Linked DNA regions of Mus musculus: region 1 is linked to region 2. The links are chromatin contacts, called in public promoter capture Hi-C maps. All regions are on one chromosome and are shown on one strand. Each heading gives the region's core, a stretch centred on a gene start, on an enhancer-like site or on the middle of the called end of the contact. The rest is flanking DNA. Distances are from core to core; before and after follow the strand shown.

The links. Promoter capture Hi-C pulls out the DNA fragments that hold promoters and counts their contacts.
Region 1: a promoter capture Hi-C map of embryonic stem cells shows a contact between it and region 2, with 2.6 times the contacts expected there. The contact joins the promoter of Rpl39l here to the promoter of Abat in region 2. A contact is called at or near these places in 2 of 39 promoter capture datasets (embryonic stem cells and hippocampal neurons).

Annotation. Positions count from the first base shown.
Region 1 is chr16:10,168,942-10,171,641 of GRCm38.p6, forward strand. Rpl39l (ribosomal protein L39-like) reads left to right here and starts at 1,287. Exons shown (of 3, transcript NM_026594.2): 1 at 1,287-1,383; 2 at 1,474-1,550.
Region 2 is chr16:8,512,033-8,514,732 of GRCm38.p6, forward strand. Abat (4-aminobutyrate aminotransferase) reads left to right here and starts at 1,397. Exons shown (of 16, transcript NM_172961.3): 1 at 1,397-1,542.

The DNA.
Region 1 (2,700 bases), core at 37-2,536, 1.7 Mb after region 2:
TCTATTGGCTTAGATATGTATCTGAGCAATGTAGGGTGAAAAGGCCAAAGGAAAAACACCCTGACCCCAGGCACAAAGGCCAAGAAACAAAATCCTACCAATCCCTGAGTTTGACCCAAGCTCAGGACTTGAAATCCCACCAATCCTGCCCCCTGGAAATTACCCACCAAGAAACCCTGGGACTATGTGACAAAGATACATGAGCATAACTCCATTTCACCAGAAGCAGACTGTGCTCTAATACAGACAATGAAAGACAAGCTGTCCAAGAGAATAAAGGTTGTGCACTGAGGCACATCAGGGTGAGGCTCTGTGGGTTCTGAAGGCAGAAATGACTATCGGGATGGTGTCCAGTGGAAAGCTTACTGCCTTAGGTTCCACCCCATAGTCTCAGATAAGGAGCATTTTTGCTGAATCTATCTTTGAGTCATGGTTTCTTTCATATAGGAACCATCTGTGCTACCAGGTACTGTTGAGAGTAGGAAGCTTCCATGTCAGATGGAGATAGTTTTACCCTTTAATAGGGACCAGTTTATCTTTAGACGACATGGTGTGAGTCAGAGAAAATGCAGCTGACACTGGACACAGGAGCTATAACTTAGTACAAAATGTCTATAGAGCCCCCAAACCAACAGTGACTGAATGGACTGTAGAACTATCCTGGCAGAATGCCACTTTTATGTGGGTTCGGTATAAACATGGGTTTGAGGTCAGAAGCCTTTGCGGGATTCTTTGCCAGCTTTGTCAGTTTGAGCTCCTGGACTTAATTACGGGCATGGATCGTACATGTGGCTTTGACATGTGATTTTGCTTTTGGAGGCAGGGTCGTATGTAGCCCTGGCTAACTTGGCAATTGCTATGTGTGGCCAAGAGTGACCTTGAACTTCTTTTTTCTTTTACCTCTCAAATATTGGGATTATGAACAAGAGCAACTACGGCACATGACATGTTATTTTTTTATATCCTTTCATGTCTGCAAGCTTTTTATCTGCAGATAATTCATAACATATTTTGAGTCCTGGGGGTGGAGAGCAGCATTCCTGTTATACTTGAGAGGTGAACATTTCCGTCCTGTGCAATAGTATTTGGCAGTTTCTGAATCTCAAGCTCCTAAGGCCTTAACAGTTCTAACAGACATCCCCGGAAGACTAGCAAGCGCAAGGTACCGAGACTCAGCCCCAGAATTTGCCGTACCCGGAAGCGCTGGAAGCTAGCGCTTGCTTTACGTAATCCGCGCCTGCGTACTTTCAACACCCACTGCCTCTCCCTAGCTCCCAGGCCTTTCCGGATTTCCGGTGGTCGCCATTCTTTTAACTGCCGAGCCTGCAGCAGCGTGGTTGGTCTGGTGTGTGGTCCAGGGCTCCCGCGGTGCAGGGCTCACAGGTGGGTCGCTGTGTGGCATTGCGGCCTGGGCTTGTGCTACCACCTCAGCTTTGGGGCTCAAGGAAACTTTCGGTTTTTTGTTTTTTCTAGGAAACCCGGCAGAGTCAGGCGCTCAAATCCACCCTGCCTTTCCAAGTTCAAATCTGGTTTAAACTCGCCGGGAAGAGGTAAGAGGAAACACTATATGGCAGTTAGTTGTTTTTTTTAAAGCCCAGCAATTTCCTTTTAGATCTTTGTAGTGGTTTTTCTCCTGAGTTGTGGTCCCCTTCCCTTTCCTTTACTCGGCCCTTTTGTTTCCCTTACAAACATTTCCAATGATTTCGTCCTCTTGATCCACTTTTACTTTGACTGTGTTGAGGCGAATTTCTACCTCAGGCTGGGATTAAACCTAGGACTTCCTGTATGCCACACAACTGCCACCCGAGCTACATCCTCAGCCCTGCAGCCCCATTTGGATTGATTTTACAGAAGGAACTCGTGATGTCCCCTTATGTATTAGAGAGTCTCTTCGTTGACAGTTATAATGCTTGGGGCTTTGAACAGGATTTAGATATCTAGTTAGAACCTTCTACACAAATCGGGTTACCATGTCTTCCTATGGGGCCAGAGATATGACTCAGGTCCTGTTCCCCTGACTAGTATTTAAAGAGTACTGCAGTTTCCATCCTTGGCTTAATACAAGGTTGATTATGTGTATTCATGGGGCCCTGACTCTAGTGTCCTCCAAAGCATGTTAAAGCCTAACTAGTTGCCAACACCAGTTTTGAGAGATATGATACAGGAAGAAGGATACTCAGTGATTACCATGCCTTTGGAAGTCAAGCAAGGAGTCTTAACCAAAGTAAAACAGAAAAAGAAGGCAGAGATGACAACTTTTCATACTTTTTGTTACATAGTAGAATCACTCCAATGCAAACAGTCATTGCAATTGGTCAAATAAAATATTAAGGAACACATTTGAAGAACTGCTGGAGGCTTGCAGAATAAGCTAATCTAAGCCACAAAAGCATGGGGCTTTTTAGGGGAGGTGGAGGGCCAGATCTGGTTGGTCAGTACACAGGGCTGGAAATTCCCTGTCAGACTCACATACTCAATGGTCTCATGACACATCAGTGGTACTATCACCGTGGCAGGCTTTTAAAAAGGGGTCCAGTTGAGGATGCTAAGGCTTTCATTTGGTATGTTCAGTATGTTTGGGGCCTTTTGGGTTGAAATGGTTTTGTTATGACTTTGTGCCCGTATGGTTCTCGTGTACTGTTTCTTTTTGTAGTTTTATCATTTTGAGACTTATGGTTAGTGGTATCTTTGTGTTCAAAG
Region 2 (2,700 bases), core at 147-2,646:
TTCTAGGTTTACAATCCATAATAACTATATATGAGGCTGCTTGGATTCCTGGACTCAACAGGGACCTCCAGGCTCTGTAAAAGTTGGCCAGATCATGACACAGTTGCCTGGGAAAATCCTAGAGGTGGTTAAATGTTTGCAACTTTGATTTTATCAATGAGTGATAACACCTTGTGTCCAAATAACGTTGGAAAGTTATAAGACCATTAAATATAAGCAAGCAAGTGAGCAACACACACTGCATCCCATCAAACTAAAATAAATCCTCCCTCCCTTTAAAAATAAACAAATAAATAAAAATAAAAAATGAAAAAGGAGCCAGGCATGGTGGTGCCTTTAACCTCAGCACTCTGGAGGCAGAGGCAGCCAGATCTCTGTGACCTGGAGGCTGGGGTGGTCTATATTGCAGGTTTCAGGATAGACAGGGCTATGAAGAGAGACCCTGTCTAACAAATAAACAAATAAATAAGTGAAATAAGAAAGACAAAAGGAGAAAGGGGGAGGAGATGGCTGAGCAACTAGGGCCACACACTGCTCTTGCAGGGGCCCTGAGTTCTATTCCCAACACCGCATTCTGCCAGCTCACAACCACCTGTATCCACAGCTCCAGGCAGTCCCAGGATTCCAATAGCCTCCTCCAGCATCCATACACATATACATAGACAGATAGACACGTGATTGAAATAAATTTTATTTTTAATGAAAGAAAAGGTGTGGGACTTGGTCACTCACATATTCGTTTTAACTGGTTTCCAGTGCATCTTCAATTTTCTGAACACATCTCTATTACATCTAAGATCTTGTTTCTACTCATAAAAGAGATAGAACCAATTCTGCCTTCCTTTACCATTAAGGAAATGGAGGAAGGGTTGGGAAAGAGACCTGTCCTGAGTCCTGACCTGACTCTCAGTTTAGCACTCTTATTGACCTGCTGTGCACCACTGATGCACCAGAAGGTGGCATGGAGGGCCAGTGCCGACAGGTGCTTTAGTTCTGTTTCAGGGCCCCGGATTCTCAGGTTCCAGAGACCAGATCCGAAGCACAGAGGTCGGGGTTGGGGTTCAGCTCCATTCATCAGCAATTCCCAGGATCTTAAAACAGTGATGTGGGGTGGGAGTACATTGAAGATTCGCCTTAGCCTGCAAAGTCCCTCCCTCCTGTAAGGAGAGGACTCCTAGCCCCCATCAGATTTGCTAGGGATCCTTCGGCTGCCTCTCCCCAAGTCCCTTGCTCCGGCCCTCGCGGCCCTCCTCGGAGACCCCCGGGCGCATCCTATCCACGGAGGTCGGACTCTGCCCCCGCCCCGCCTTCCCCCTCCCCCCGGGGGCGGTGGCCCATGGCGGGTGCTCTCATTGGCTGAGGCGCAAGCAAGGGCTAGAGGCAGTGGTGCTGATTGGCCAGGGTGGCTCGGCGAAGCTTGGGAGCCTGGTGAGTCGCTGGGGGAAGCGGAGCAGACGCCAGGCGCAGCCAGGAGCATCGGAAGGTGATCGCGCAAGTCCGGCCCGCGGATCGCAGCCTGTAGATCGCAGCCCGGGCCTGGAGGTAAGTGCGACGCGTCTGTACGCGCGTGGCTCGCCCTTCTGAAGGAAGCCAGAGAAGGACATCTTCCTCTAGAATCCGGGCCCTCCATCCAACCAGTACGCGGGATCCTGCTCCGAAAGGAAAGGGTCTCCCACCTCCCAGGCCCCAGAAAGCAAAACAGCTTCGTGTAACCTTCAGAAATGGGGCCGTCCGTCCTGCCCACTGGCTGGAGGGGGAAATCCCTCCCTCGTTTAGTCCTTGGAATAGAGTCCCCCCCCCCCCCCCAAGTGGAGTCCTGCCTCCGCTAATATCTAGACCCTTTCTCATCTCCTCCCTTTCCTAAAAATCTAAGTTAGGTTCTCTTGCTTCTCTCTCTCTCTCTCTCTCTCTCTCTCTCTGTCTCCTTGGAATGTTGAGGACACAGCTCGACAGAAGGGTCCTATCCCTCCCCAACTGTGAAAGTCCTGGAGAGTAAGACCCTCCTTTCAACAAGGACATCCCAGGCCAAATCACCTGCATGCCCATTCCAGAAACTAGGTGCTGGATTCTGGGGACAAATGACTTCTCTTCTATTCCTATGAAGTCTCTTCCCACCTATAGGAGAAGCCATAACCCCCTAAACAAGGCTTTTAGGGGCCTCCACTTCCCAGGCCTAGAGCCTCCAAACTCTAAGAGCACAGATGGCCTTGGCACTGCAGGACCAGCAGGCACCCCCTTCCACCCCCACCTCCAACACAAATGTAAAAGTCTGTTATTCAGTGTTACCCTACAGACGCAGGTCTCTCTCCGCCTGGACAAAGGGCTATCAACATAGAGAAGAGCTGTTGGCCCACTTCCAAGGGTCCCCTGTTCGTTTCTTGGGGCTGCCCCCATCAAGTCCCGTGGATATTGCCTGATGGAATTCCCTGGGCATTAGGCCAAGAGAAGGCTGCTGCTGGGCTTGTCCACTGGTCTAGGGACACTGTTGGCTTAGCTGTGTGCCTCCCTCACACTAGCCTGAGAAGGTCTGGTGGGGGCAGGTCAGGAGACAGGAAAAAATTGAATCTTGGCCTGTTCTCTGGATCTGGGATGTGGGTTGGGGAGAGAGATGTTTCCTGGAGGCCAAAGGACAGCTCTGGGAGGGACAATTAACCCTGCCTGCAATCCTACGATGTAAAAGAGCATCTACATTAAGACTGA